2 separate regions of the Rattus norvegicus genome follow, and region 2 is linked to region 1. Evidence: chromatin contacts called from public Hi-C data. All regions are on one chromosome and are shown on one strand. Each heading gives the region's core, a stretch centred on a gene start, on an enhancer-like site or on the middle of the called end of the contact. The rest is flanking DNA. Distances are from core to core; before and after follow the strand shown.

The links. A called contact is a pair of places that touch in the nucleus more often than the background predicts.
Region 2: a contact with region 1 is called in a Hi-C map of hepatocytes, with 2.0 times the contacts expected there. The contact joins the promoter of Fibcd1 here to the enhancer-like site in region 1. A contact is called at or near these places in 2 of 12 Hi-C or Micro-C datasets (hepatocytes and mammary epithelial cells).

What each region holds. Positions count from the first base shown.
Region 1 is chr3:35,459,203-35,466,692 of GRCr8, forward strand. It overlaps Abl1 (ABL proto-oncogene 1, non-receptor tyrosine kinase), which reads left to right. Exons shown (of 11, transcript NM_001100850.1): 4 at 2,788-3,060. Among named protein-coding and RNA genes, the nearest start is that of Qrfp, 23 kb to the right of the region's middle. Within about 2 kb of position 3,464, at least 9 of the 93 cell types and tissues checked have an H3K27ac peak or open chromatin away from gene starts, as enhancers often do. A contact at or near this core is called in hepatocytes, where this site is marked.
Region 2 is chr3:35,520,167-35,527,656 of GRCr8, forward strand. Fibcd1 (fibrinogen C domain containing 1) reads right to left here and starts at 3,976. Exons shown (of 7, transcript NM_001107829.2): 1 at 3,746-3,976. The coding sequence starts at 3,817. LOC120101519 (a long non-coding RNA gene) reads left to right here and starts at 4,045. Exons shown (of 2, transcript XR_010064751.1): 1 at 4,045-5,857.

The DNA.
Region 1 (7,490 bases), core at 2,214-4,713:
AGTCCACAGGAATGGGGCCCAGGCAGAAAGATGGGTTGGCTCCCGGGCCTCCAGGTTATCTGGGCTTTGCCTTCCCCTGGAGCGGAACAGTGCTGTAGCCATTCTTGGGGAAAGAGTTGCGACAGGGTGGGAACTAAAGGGCTTTTTGCCTCCAAGAGAGCATGTGAGCAGCTCTGAAGACCCAGGTTCAATTCTAGAGCACAGCTGGCATGTGCCTATGGCGTGGCACCAAGGAGAGTCAGTATAGGGTTTCTCGATGGACAGGAAGAGGCAGAGCCCTGGCTGGGCACGCTGTGTGTTTGGGGAACAAGCACAGCACAGAACACGTTACGTATGGTACTAACTTCACCTGCTCCTCTGAGCACACCGTGGACTTCAGTGTTCGTCCCGATTATCACTGAATGAAGTTCTAATCAGAAGCGATGGCAGTCAGAAGGCAGCCACCAAAGTGGACAGTGTGACTGTAGGAACACGGCTGGGGTGGAGCAACGTGGCACCCGAGGGCAGCTGGCTGTAATATTAATGTTTAATGAATGAGGGTATGTAAATTTTAGGTTGGAACATAAACTCAGTCACAGCTCTTTGGGGAGTGGCAGAGACTGGGAGCTGTCCCCCTGAACCCTACAGAGGACACTGTCTGACCAGCACTGAGGGAGGGCTGTGGGCAGCATGGTGTGGGTACCAGGCTTACGGCGGGCTGCTGTGTGCTCTCTTACCCTCTTCCTTCACCAGCTCATGCCCCAGTCTGACTCACTGTGGCTCCAGAGCGGTTCACACAGGCTCTGAGATGAGAGAGAGAGAGAGAGAGAGAGAGAGAGAGAGAGAGAGAGAGAGAGAGGAAGGGAGGGAGAGGGAGGGAGGGAGGGAGGGGGAGAGAGAGAGAGAGAGAGAGAGAGAGAGAGAGAAAGAGAAAAAGAGAAAAAGAGAGAGAGAGACCTCCTCAGCCTGGAGTGTCCTGTTGCTCAGACGCAGCTTCTCACAGAGAGACCACAGTTGTCACACAAGAAGTGAGGTACATGTCTAGGTTGTCTTTGAACTTTTATTTTAGTAGAATTATAGATTCTTCTAAAGTATATTCTCTGGACAAGCGGAGAAGGGAGCTACCTACCCCCTGTGGTTATCTCCTTTCAAATGTTTTAATGATCTAATATTAATACTGTAAGCTATAGAAAATAATTTGGTCTGTATTTTATTGCCACAGTGAAATAACCTGAAGCAGCTAATTCACAGAAACGGTTTTATTTAGCTCTTGGTGTGGAAAGCTGAAAATTGAAGCAATGTGGTACAGGCCCGTGGCCCAAGAACAGTGGATTAGTGGAGTAGTCAGCTGAGGGCAAGAACAGGCTTCTCTTTGGAGGGAGGGGGAAGAGCCAGGCTGGTTCCTTTGTAACCCCCTCTTGCACTCTGGAGCAGGAGAGCTCTGGGCTCTCAGGAAGGCCTTACCCGCCCTCCTGAGACCACACCATTTATTTAAAGCTTCCCCACCACAGCACATTGCTATCTGATGACCATGCATACAGACTATGATGACTGGTGCCCAGCGTAACCAACAACCAAAGATCTTATGTCTGCTATGTATGTCTCGGGCTTCCTCCCACCCACCCCCATGTCTGTCGGTCTGTCTGTCTCTGTCCCCCCCCTTCAGATGTCACTATTGTAGCCACAGTTTGACCCTTTTCTTTCTATGCCTGTCTCACCAAGTATTAGCACTGTCTGAGTACAGCCCCGCCACAGCCCCTCCTGTGAATGCGCTACTGGGGCAAATCAGGTGCTCAGTGCTTGCTGTGCCCGGAGCCCAGCTGTCCCTGTGGCTGTGCATGGAGCAGTTCTTTCCTACAACACAGCAGCAGCAGCTGCACTCCCACTGAGTGCTTTCTGCCACTGCTGTCCCCTCTGCTGTGTCTGCAGAGTGATCCCTGGAAGCAGGAGGCCCCCAGTGCTGTGGCTCTCAGAGAAGCCTGAAGTACTCCTATCTCAGTCTTCCTGTGTCCCATCTCGGAAAAGGCTTTGCTGGCTTCTGACCTGCAAGGCGCTGACAGAAACATGGCTGGGTGTGGAACCACGCTGTCCTCCACCCTGGTGGTGGCTTCAGATTGAACACTGAGGGAAAACATTTGAATTGGAGGGTAGGGACTAGAAAGGTGTCTCTTCAGGGTTAAGAGCACTGGCTGCTGCTCTTCCAGAGGCTCCCAGTTCTCTTTTCAGCATTCACATGGTGGCTCACTACTACTCTCTGAAACTCTACTTCTAGGGAGTCTGAAGTCTTATCCTGGCCTCGGAGAGCACCAGGCATGCTCATGATGCACATACATAACACATACATACATACATACATACATACATACATACATACATACATACATGGGATTTCCCATGCTCATAAAACAAAAATAATAAAAATTAAAAGTAGGGGCTGGAGAGATGGCTCAGCAGTTAAGAGCATTGACTTTCAGCTCTCCCAGAGGTCCTGAGTTCAATCCACATGGGTGGTTCACAACCATCTGGGATCTGATGCCCTCTTCTGGTGTGTCTGACAGCTACAGTGTACTCATATACATGAAGTAAACAAATCTTTAAAGAAATTAAAAGTAATAGATTGATGTTAGAGGGGAGAATGCTGGGTGGGGTTTCAGCGAGGCAGGTACATGTGCCCTCGGGCTTTCGGGCATCTGTGTGGGTGAGTTCTATCCCTGCTAGAAGCTGCTGCTGCAGGTGACGCTAAGCGGTCTGCAGAGCCTTCCCTAGGGTTCTGCTCTGTGAGTGAGGACTGTCCCCTGTCTTCCTCAGCTCTACGTCTCCTCGGAGAGCCGCTTCAACACTCTGGCCGAGTTAGTTCACCATCATTCCACTGTGGCTGACGGGCTCATCACCACACTGCACTACCCAGCTCCCAAGCGCAACAAGCCCACCATCTACGGCGTGTCCCCCAACTATGACAAGTGGGAAATGGAGCGCACAGACATCACCATGAAGCACAAGCTGGGCGGAGGCCAGTACGGGGAGGTGTACGAGGGCGTCTGGAAGAAGTACAGCCTCACTGTGGCCGTGAAGACCCTGAAGGTGAGTTGGGGCATGGTTGAAGGGCGAGGATGGGCGTCTGCTGTGACTGGGCAGTGCCCCTGGCCTCCTTGGCTTGGCCTCTCTGAGGCTGAGCGCCTCTATCTGTGACTGCAGATGGTGAGCACTGCCCAGTGCTGAGGGTCGGGAAGGGCTCGTTATTAGAGGACAGTGCTCCTCAAAGCCTGCTTTCTGCTCTCGTCAGTGACATGGAGGCTATGTCCTTAATGAGAGTTCAGAGAAAGTACACAGGCTGGGTTCAAGGAGAATCATGAGTCCCATGTGGATTTCTGGGGGCTGCTAGAAAAGGCCAGTGAGGTGTCCTGGCGTGCTCTTCTCACATGGCAGGCTTCTGCTTGTCATTGGGCTGTGGCCTTCCTGGAATCACAGGGCCACACACCTCTCCACCGTTGAGCCACGTGTCCTGTTTGCGTGTGGTTTTGTTCTTCCCTGAATCTGCATAATCCGAGCTTGTCCCTGTGGTGAGAGTGTCCCCTAGTGTTGAACTGCATTCTTGCTTGTGCATGTTTTGGACAGACTCTGATGATCACCTGTGAGTGGCTGCTGCCCATTGCTGGAAGCACAGGTCTGACTGTATATTCCTGTCTCAGCTCAGCCAGTCACTACATCTGACAGCCCAGGCTCCACCAATGAGAGACCGGGAAATAGAAACTGGGACTTTGGTTGCCATGGTAACTGTTTAGAGCAAGACTGCCCTCCTTAATTACAGAGTGAATCTTGCTGGTTAGCATTTCCCTTCCTTTGGCCCTGTGGCAGACCAGCACTGAGGGAAGAGATGGGGCAAAGGTGGGATTGCCTGGGGTACTCTTGGGCATTTTCCAAATTCAACTTTTTAAAAGGTAATAATAGGAGTTCTTCACATTTGTGTGCCAAACAGGCCCAGTCCTGGGTGCCCATGTCAGATAGACATGGACAAACCCCCAATAATGGCCACCCAGCGGGTCAGTGTGAGCTCTGCTGTGCAGAGAGGATAGAGGAATGTGAACCCCTGCCGTGACGGGGGGCAGAGGCCAGGAGAGGCCCCGGCCTCCAAGCCCTAGCTGAGGGCACTTAGGCAAACCTGACACCATTAGTTTTGCAGGGGCATAGAGGAGAGTATCGATGGCCCGTGTTCAGTGCACCAGGCCACAGTGCCACGCACTGGCTTGGAGGACAAGGCGGTGCTGACATGGATTTACAAACAGCCAGAGGGAAACACAGGGTGTCTAAGACTCAGCAAGGAAGGAAGATTGTTTGAAACCTCTTGAGAGAGGTCGGCCAGGTGACTCAGTAGGTAAAGGGACTGGGCTGAGCCTCACACTGAGGGCTCCCCTGAACCTACATGGTAAGGAGAGAACCGAGTCCCGCCACACATGTGCTGTGGCACATGCTCTCCACACACCACAAACAGGGCATTAAGGAAGACGGAGGTTACACAGCTGGGAGGCCCCATGGATGGGCAGTGCTCAGCTCTGCATAGCAGAGGGTATCCAGAGGAGGGTCTGTCCTGATATTTTCTGTTAAGACTTCAGCAGGTTCCCAGGCACCTCATTCATGTATGCACCATGGTTGGTAAGGAGTAATAGGTTCTGTTGGGAGGGTACCTGCCAGTAATCCTTCATGGCGCCTGACCTCACTGGAGGTTGTCTTAACTCAGGACTCACACGTGCAACTTGCTAAATGCTCTGTCCCTACTCTGCCCAGCCCTGCGGGAGTGAGGCTCTGCCATTAGTTACCCATTTCTCAGAGGAGAGGAGTAAAGGATTTTGGCTCTTTACCTCCTCGGCAGACGTCGAGAGCTACACAATTACAGTAATGGCCAGAGTCCTGAGTTAGTGCAGCCTACAGAGCTGAGTGTGTGACCTACTAGTCCGTACAGCAGCAGCTCCTCAGCTCATGCAAGTACTAACACATCACCGCTAAGGCTGTGGAAGCTGGAGCCCTGAACCAGAACTCGAAGCCAGGCACCCAACTCCCAGGCCCAACTCTTTCACCATCTCCCTCCCTCAGAGTCTTATTCCTCAGACCCCATGAAAAATACAGGTGGGCCTCAGTTCTGCTCCATAGGAGACCTTCCTCCACATCCTCTGAGGCAGTGTTTTCAGCCTTCCTAATGCTGCAACCCTTAACACGGTGCCTTATGACCCCACACAGTTATTTCATTGCTACTTCAGAACTGTAATTTTGCCGCTGTTATGAATTGTAAATACCTGATCTGTGACTCCTAAGGGATGGTAGCCGCAGGTTAGGAAAGGCTGCTCCTGGACTTCCCTTGCTGGTTTTGGCTGTGAAACTCCTCAGGAGAGCCCTGCTGGCCTTCAGTAGTCTCACAGAGCATTGCCTCCTCCCATGCTTAACCAGCAGGGTGCAAGGCCCGCCTGTGTAAGGCACTGCCTCCACAATGCCCATGAGAAGACAGGGCTCATTAGAAATCCAGTCCTCCTTCCAAACGAGCGGTGTGCTTGTTCCCTCCACTGCAGTTAGTGTGTCCCTGATGTCTGCTGGCCAGTCACTGAAACAAGTCTGGAGGCTAGGATGTGGCCCAGCTCAGAGTGCCTGTCTGTCTGCACAGAGCCTTGGGCACTGTCTACAGCTGTAATCTCAGCTCTTGGGAGGTGGGGGAAGGGGGAGTGGGAGTTTGAGGCCATCATGTGAGCTCTTGCCTCTAAGGAGAGACAGAAGAAAAGAAAGATTCATAGAAGAGTGGGGATGAGGGTTGCAGGTCATTAAGTTGCCAGGGTCTCACACAGCCAGCAGCAAAGCCAGGTCAGCATAACCAACAAGCCATCCTCTTAGACACACATACATACACACACACACACACACACACACACACACACACACACACACACCCATAGCACTGTCTCAGAGTTCCTCGGCCTCCCACAAGAGTGGTGCCATGCAGGCCCTGTGAAGAGATCAGTTGACCCCTCTTTTCCCCGACAAGCATAAGCACAAGCAATGAAGAGAAAAAGGAAAATCCCCCAAGCATTTCTTTCACCCACGCCTTCATGTTCTATTTGACCATGTAGAAGGAAAATGTCTTCAAAAGGACAGGGTGAATTAAAAAAAAGAACAGGGACCTCACAAATTGGGATGAGGAGTTTGTTCTTGTTTTTAAAGATTGTCTTATATATTAACGAGCCCTGTATAGAAGAGGGCATCAGATCCCATTTCAGATGGTTGTGAGCCACCATGTGGTTGCTGGGAATTGAACTCAGGGCCTCTGGAAGAGCAGCCAGTGCTCCTAACTGCTGAGCCATCTCTCCAGCTCCCTGGTATTTTATCTTTTAAATTTCAATATTTAAAAACATTAGGTTACCGTTTAAATGATTTGTTGAATCATGTCTAATTCCAGCAGGGGGAGACAAACTCACGCTGATTTTTCTGAAAGGAAAAAAGACAAGAAATGATTACCCCATACATGAGAGAGAGAGAGAGAGAGAGAGAGAGAGAGAGAGAGAGAGAGAGAGAAAGAGAGAAGGGTTGGGGATTTAGCTCAGTGGTAGAGCGCTTGCCTAGGAAGCGCAAGGCCCTGGGTTCAGTCCCCAGCTCCGAAAAAAAAGAACCAAAAAAAAAAAAAAGAAAGAAAAAGAAAGAGAGAGAGAGACAGGCAGGCAGGCAGAGACAGACAGAGAGACAGACACACGGGGTGGGGACAGACAGGAATGATTGCACAGGGTGTGAGTATGTATGTGAGAGACAGTAGGGATCTGTAGTCACAGCAGGAAGGAGCTTTTGGGTAACTCTGCCTTGAGATCATGGGTCTCTAGATAAGGGTAGGAAAGCAAAGGAGATTTCTGAGGTGATGAGCCTGTGTGCTTTACTGTGTTGGTGCATTGCTTTAGAACAGAAAGGTTTGAGTGTTAGAGAATACCACTGAAGAGGAACTTTGCCAAAACCAGTTGGATTGTGCAGCATTGACCTCCTGGTTCTGGCAGCCATCCATAGTGTATCACCACAGTGCCGCACACCAGACTGGTTGCCTGCAGCTTCAGAACAGAAGAGACTTGAGGAGCCCAGCAGCCAGTGGCTGGGTGGCATGGGATGAATGCCCTCTGCACTGCTGGGCATTGACAGCCAGCTGTGGTAGCATTAGAGCAGCCTGTGTTGTTAAAGAGTAGACAGCATCTCCATAGTCTTCTAGAACCCGTGTTTGGTAATAACGAGCCATCACACTGGCTCTGACTTGCTTCTCATTGTGGCTGACCAAAGCCAGAAAGCATCAAGAAAAGGTTGGTCTGTCCTCTGGAGTGTCACTTCCCTTTCCACGGCAGGAACTGGAACAGCCACAGTGCCAACTGTGTAGACAGCTCTGCACTTAGCACAGGACAGTGTAGACACTTCCACACTTAGTCTGAGGTCTGGTGAAGCTGTCTACCCAGAGAGCTGATTTTCATGACACCTCTTCCATGCCACACAGGCAGACTCCC
Region 2 (7,490 bases), core at 2,726-5,225, 61 kb after region 1:
CCTGTTTGCTCTCCCTGGTGGCCCAGTCCCACGGGTCTGAGGCAGAGAGCCTCCTCTTGGCTGTCAGCCAGAGCGAGGATGTCTCTTTTGGGTTAGGAAGGCAGGGTATCTGGAGGGCCACTCTGTCTCCCCTCTGGGGAGTCTCAGCCAAAGGCTGCAGCTGTGCTTAGGGTAGACTGGTGCTGCTGACCGTGCACTGGCAATCTGGGGAGCCCTGGCTTTCTGGACGGTTCTAGGAGCAGCCTCTAAAAGTACCCAAGGGGACAGAGACAATGCTGCCTGCAGCACAACTCCTAGGGACTCTAAGATACTCACACTGTCACTCCCCAGGAAACCTTGGGTTTGGCTCTCGCTTTGCTGGCAAACAAATGGTTTCCACAGGTGTCTGTGAAGGGCCCCCAGATCCTGCCCTCTTCCACATGCCTCACTTGAGCCTTAGCTCTGCACCGCCAACCTGGCCACATCTCTATCGCCTGCTTCAGAACCAGTGTCACCAGTGGCCTGAACACAGAGCACTGTCCCCTTACACCCCCTCAGGATCCACACACTGGAAGCTTAGCTATGACCAGCTCCAAGTCCACACTCGAAGTCTGCTGCTCCCTCCCCAGGGCCACACCTACCCAGGTCCTTCTCAGCCAAACATCACCAGCATAACTCTATGTCTCTCCAGGACCACGCTGAGTCAAGAGACAGCTGAAGGACTGTGCCTCCGGTGGCCTCTTCCTCCCTCACCCCAAATCTGATGGCGACTTCTCATAATCAAGTAAATGGGAAGAGAGAGAAGTCTTCCTTGTATGGTATCCACCATGGCCAGTGGCAGTTCCTGTCTTGTAGGTTGGTCCCCAGAGTATTCTGTGTTCCTGGTGACCGGGGCTGCATCGCCTGGTGTGATGTAGGGGCTCCACAAATAGCCATGGAGTGAAGTAATAGGACAAGGATTAAAAGGCTTCCCACAGTGGCGTCCTTACTTCCTGGGGTGTTTCTAGTTTGGAAATAACCGACTTAAGCATGGCTGGGAGGTTGACTGCCGGAGGGAGGCCCAGCTCCTGGTTCACTCATCAAGAAGTCACCGCTCCCTTCAAGGAGGTGGTCCAGGGTGACACCTTACAGAGACCCCAGGGGAAGCCCATGTGTGGTTCCAGACACCTGACAATCGTCACTGTAGCTTGTCTTCCTTCCCCCAAGGTCCACAAGACCTTTCTTGTACAGGGGGCAGGAAGGATACCCTAATGAAGCTGGAGTCAGCCACCTGGCCAAGGTCACCCATCCAATGAGGAGATAGTTCTGAAACACAGCCAGGTAGAACAGGTCCAGTGAGATCCCCAGGAGCAGCCATGTCTGGCTGTGAGGAAGAGTGAGAGACTCTGCTGTTCAGGCCTGGCTAAATGACTAAGCTCTGGGAGTAGCCGGTTCAGGGAAAAACAGGGTTCCCTCCCTCCCTCCTTTCCCCTTTGCCCCATCTGCGTCCAGAGGTCACAGGTTTGATTCCCCTGCCTGAGAGCCTAGCCCCAGTCTGCTCATCTATTATATCCGCGGCCTCCTAGGGTGATGTGACCAAGACATGATAGGCAAAGGTGTGAGCTAGCCTGTGCTGGAATACAGTCTCCTTCCAGTGGGAAGCCACTGTGCGGGTACCCCACCCTGGGAGCGAAAAGGAGAGCTGTGACAGGAGGAACAGCCTGTGTGGGGGTGCACAGCACTCTGAGGTTTACAAATACACCAGAAGTTCACCGGGCTTCCCCATCAGCTCAGGTGGTGTGAGGAGGAAGAAGAGGGAATGGTTGGTCCCTTTCACAGATGCACTAGTAAGAGATGCAAATATGTCAGGGGTCAAGATATAACGAGGAAGCAAGGGAGAAAGCCCGGGGGGAGCTGAGGCATCCCTCTCTTTCCACCACCCCCAGCCTCATGTGGCCATGACAACACATAGTATGCACAGAGGATAGAAGGGGTGCCTGATACCCCATACCCAGCATAGACCCGGCTGGGATCTACCTGGTGCAGCTTCCAAGGGGCAATAGAAACTGGGAGGCCACACCTGGCCAGGGCACCTTGAAGCCCCATTTCTAGCAGACTCCCCAGAAACCCCACCCCTCCTTTTCCATGTTCCTCCTGGCAGATTTCAAGCTTCTGACCTCAGCAATGGCCCTTACCTCAGCTGGGCTTCCGGGAAAGGCAACAGCCTTGGTAGTGGGCAATGGGGACACTTGTGGCTCCAGGGAGCTCCAAAGGGAGAAGGGATCTAGAGCCAGGGGCATACTTTAAAAAATAGTGAAACCGTCTGGACCAAGAGCCCCACCCCAGGCAATCAGGGAGGCCTCCAAGAGGAGGCAGCCTCTTTCCCACACTGTGTAGGACAGGTAGGGTGTCCCTGGGTATGCAGCATTTGGGAGCCTGGTGGTGTCAATCAAATGAGAGAGCAAAGGTCTTGAGGTGGGATTGGGCCCAGGGAGGGAAATAACAATCAGTGAGACCCATAAGGTACCAAAAGGAGGAAAGACCGAACCAGGCTGGGGCAGCCTTGGGGACCAGCCTTGAAGTTTCCACTGCTCCTTTAAGATCTCAGCAGAACGGGCCCTGCCACCTGGGGACACAGTGAAGACAGGAACAGTTAAGAAGGGGGACAGACCACCCAGGGAAGCAATAGAACCAGTCTGCGGTTTGAAAGGTAGAGTCCTAGCTCTCTGGCTCACATGCTGTGTGTCTTGGGCATGTCCAACCTCCCTGATCCTTATCTGCGACGTGGGAAATGTGTACTTGGGAAGAGCTAGCTTTGCAAACTGCAGCTAGCTGGTCCCCTTGCCAGACCAGTGTTACTCTGAAAGACAGGCAGGTTGCAGCTTTGAATAGTGAGGGGTGGCCACGCCCGCCCCTGCCACCTCCTCCTCCTTCTCTGGTTGCAAACTCTCACTGTTCCTTCCCCAGTGACATCTGTCTGGGAGAAATTTAAAATTTAAAACGGGCAGCCCCATTATCTGCTCTCCTTGGCGAATGGCCTCTTCACTATGCCTGTCTATCCCAGTCCCTTGATGGCTCAGCCTGGGGCAGTCCTGCGGCCACCCCTCTGCCTCAGAAGCTGGATGCCCAGTACGTCAGCAGCCCCTCCCTGCTCTGTCCCAGTTGGTGCACTGCACAGCCCTGGGCACCCTCCAAGCCGGGACACTTCACTGTCCCTGCAGAGGCAGTAGGTAAAGAGATCAGCCAGACCTAGGTTCAAATCCCTATAGGGCTGCGTGGCCTCGGGCTGCAGCGGGACCTCTCTGAGTCTTGTTCTCCTGGTCTTAAAAGTCAGAGAATCATAGTGCCTAGGCTTCTTATGGGAGATTAATATTTACTGTTCCCCAATTGAATCTGGGCGCCTGGGTAAAGAGGGAGGACCTGGGGGGGGGTCCTGCTCTTGAAGCCTGGAAAGATGAGTGGGGCGCCTGGCATAGGTTAAGGAATTGCTAGTGAGGAGGACCCCCACTGAGGCTGTGGGTGAATGGGACTCTGCGCGCCGGTCATCTGTCGGCTGTCCCCAACTGAAGGGCTGATCCACAACCAACTATAGGTCCTCTCTCCTCACTGCACGAGCAAGCACCGGGGTCTCCGATGGGGGTGGGGACTGGCTGAAGCCGGTGCCTTCTGCAGGGAGCCTAGAGTTCAAGTCTCCGCTGAGGGGAGGAGAAGAGCAGGTACTCCCCCTAATCTCTGCTCAAGCTCCCCAAACTCCAGCCCCCACACCGGTCCCCGCGCCCGTGGGTACCTGCGGTTTGTCGCGCGGTCGGTCCTCAAGTTGGGACGCGCCGCCCACGGTCTTCCACCGCTCGTGGACCATCTTCCTGCAGGACCCGCAAGGGGTGCGGGGCGAGGGCGAGCGCAAAGGAGGCGAGGGGTGCACAGGATGCGTTGCACTTGCAGGAGGTCCCCTCGGTGCCGGGGATCCGGGGTGGCCCGGGAGCGGCGGCCGCAAGCTAGGCTGCGTGTGAGCGCGTGTGATTGCTGGGAGCGCGGGCGCGAGCCTCCGAGAGCCGCCCGCGCCGCGCCGTCCCCGCGTCCCGCTCCCGCGCCTCCCGCGCGCTCCGCCCTCTTCCTCCCGGCTTAGTCTCCGCGTCTTCGTCTCGGACTCTCAGGGCCTTTTATTGCTCCCCGCAGCTTCCCGGGCACGCGCTCCCCTCCTCCCCCAAGGGCTCTAAGAGTGACTCCCGCTCCAGCCGGGTCGCTAGGGGTTGAGAGAGGGGACTAGCCAGCAGCAGCGGGCGTGACGGCAGCCAACGGCTCCCCGAGGAACCTTCGCACCCTGCGGTGCCCCGCGCAAACTTCCTCTAGGGCAGGACTCCTCTAAGTCCCAGGTGTAGAGATCACCCCTAAGGAAGGGGCTAAGCGGAGACCGGTTGTCCCTTGCGGGGCTCCGGGGTTCCAGGTCCTGGGCAAGTATGCACGTGGCCGGCTAATCTCCAGCCCTGGGGCCTGGTGCTGGAGTCCCCCACTCCGCAGCAGGGCTGCTGCACGCCCCCAAGGCATCTGCCCACCCGGAGTCCCCGCCAACCCCTCCAAAGCCGTCCTGGAGCTATCCCAACCGCTGGAGGAGGGATGTGAGCCACCAGTGGGGGCTTCTCAGTCGTCCCTCCCACCAGCAACACTTTTTAAAGCGTTTAATCCGCCCGAGCAGCCTTCGGAGGTAATTGACAAAGTCCTTAATCTGCGCGGTTAACGAGCTGCTGTTGTGACTCCGACCGTGTGGCTCCCACGCGCCCCACGCCGCGCCCCGCCGGCCGCCCTTCCCCCAGCTCCGCAGAGACGCCTGGGCCCCCCGCTACTTCTTAAAGCTGTTTTCCGGCTCCAGGGCGCTCTGGCCGCCTTGCTGTTCCCTGGCACCGGCGTCGTCTCTCTCCCACCGGTTTCCAGTCTGTCGCCCCATCTTCGTCTTCATCCCTCTTCTCGTCCCTCTAGGTGCCTGGCAGACGTGGGGTAGACCTTGTGAGGGTGGGGCCCGAGCCTAACACAGGCAGAGTGGTCCCTAGGATCGCAGCTGGAGCTAGGCACCGTGGCCACATGCCCTCCCAGACTGTCACCAGCCAGAAACTCGGTCCTACAGTCTACGAACTTCCAGAGTTACCGGTGGCTGTCGTCTCCTGCAGTCCCAGCCCGGTTTCCCACCAGCAAGCTGCCAGAGTTACTGCCCAGTAACCTAAGGCTGGGGTCAGAAGCCAGTTCCTTGAGGATGTACCTGTGTCAACCTGAAACACCCCCCACCCCGCAACTCCTCATCACTTAAAAGGGTTGTAGGTGACCCAGAGATCCTTCAGGCCTAAGCGGGAAACTGTGATTACTGGCCACTAAACCTCTCTTGACATAGGTTCCCCTTGTATCCAAAGGGTTAACAGCACCTCAATCTGAAGGGCTCTCTCTTCTGGGATTCAGAAGCAGGCACCTTCCATAAGCATCTGAGGGGTTAGGGTTCAAACTTCCCTGCTGGAACCTCAGACAGGCTTCATACTCTCTCAGAGCCTGTTTCCTCATTGGGCAAGCAAGGATGGACGAGAAAAAGGATTTCCCAGGGCCCCTCACAAGAAGTAGGTCTTAGGAATCCCAAGTCTGATTCCACAGTGCTGGGAGAGAATTTTGACGCCAGGCAAGGTGTGCACTAAAAATCTCTCTGGGCAGTCCTAAACGGGGTAAGGGATCCAAAGGTCCCAGGGTGTACACAGAGAGCGGTCAGTCAGCCTCTTTAGGACATGGATACTTGGTTCAGGAGACATCACTTTGACGTTAAGACAAGGGAGGCCAAGCGCTGAGTGGGAGACACAGTGAATTCGTCCAGCAGGTGTGCATGGGAGCCTTCAGGACGGCCGCTGCTGAACCTGTGGAAGGACAGGTAAGCGGGGGCCACCTAGCGGTTTTTCCAGGAAGTGTTTGCTGCTTGGACCTGTCACCAACTCAGCAAGAGTCACCAATTCTCCTGCCTGCTGGGGTGGAGATGGGCGTGGCGAGCTGTGGGCCTCGCCCTGTGACCACTCTGCACCTGCTGTGCTCAGGTCCCACTAGGAGGATCAGTGGTGGCCTGGGGTTGGCAGGAGCACACTCAGTTCCTGTGCACTGCACTAGCCCAGTGCACACAGGCTCATCAGCCCCACGGGGATGTGTGAATGAGATGAATTCACAAAGGAGAAGCTCCTGGGAGAAGCCACAGAGCAGAATAACACTGTCCCCATGGGCTGTGACTTTTTACCAGGCTGATAGGAGCCAAGTGTCAGGGACAAGTATGGCTGAGCTTAGCATCCTGACCACTGCAGAAGCTGCCTTTTAGCCAGCTAGGGACCAGGCAGGGCCTCATGGAAGATAGAACCCAGGACTCATGAACTACAAAGACTCAATCCAGAACTGTCTGGCACCCTGATCCCTCCTCTCTGGCTCACTGTGTATTTAGGGTGGTGGTAGTGCTGCTGCTCCTCCTCCTCCTCCTCCTCTTCCTCCTCTTCCTCTTCCTCCTCTTCCTCGTCTTCCTACTCCTCTTCCTCCTCTTCCTCCTCCTCCTCTTCCTCCTCCTCTTCCTCCTCCTCTTCCTCCTCCTCTTTCTCCTCTTCCTCTTCCTCCTCCTCTTTCTCCTCTTCCTCTTCCTCCTCCTCTTCCTCCTCTTCCTCTTCCTCCTCCTCTTTCTCCTCTTCCTCTTCCTCCTCTTCCTCTTCCTCCTCTTCCTCCTCCTCTTCCTCCTCTTCCTCCTCCTCTTCCTCCTCTTCCTCCTCCTCCTCTTCCTCCTCCTCTCTTCCTCCTCTTCCTCCTCCTCCTCTTCCTCCTCCTCTTCTTCCTCTTTCTCTTCCTCCTCTTCCTCCTCCTTCTCCTATTCCTCCTCTTCTTCCTCCTCCTCCTCCTTTTTTTTTTTTTTTTGGTTCTTTTTTTCGGAGCTGGGGACCGAACCCAGGGCCTTGAGCTTCCTAGGTAAGCGCTCTACCACTGAGCTAAATCCCCAGCCCCCCTCCTCCTCCTTTTTATCCTTCTCCTTCTCCTTCCTGAAGTCCCCTGAGTGTGATAACTCCAACCGTCAGGCAGTTACAGTCTGGAAATTTTAGTTGAGATTCTAGAGAGAGGGTCCTGCCCTTCCTTCTGAGCCTGGATCCATCAGTCACAGTTGTCAGCTGGCCCAAGGTAGCTGTCCTCACCTGGGTCTTCACTGCAGTGCAATGGGGAGTTATGGCTTCTTGCTGTCTTCACAGGGAGGGGTACAGGATGGACAGTGAGGACAGAAGTGAAGAGAGGAGACAAGAGAGAGTAGCTAGGGGCTTAGAGTGACATGTCTCTGGAGTGACTGAAGTGGCCACCATCAGTGGAGCATACATACAGCCCTGTGTGGTGAACCCGGGGTCCCCCAGTTATCCTGACAGATCAGAACTATTGTTAGCCTCATTCAAGGATGGTGAAATGGTCTCAGGAATACAGTTAAACAATTTGCCTAACCATCTAAAACCATGCGATTAATGGTTTCCTCACATGTGGAACACCGTATCAACAGA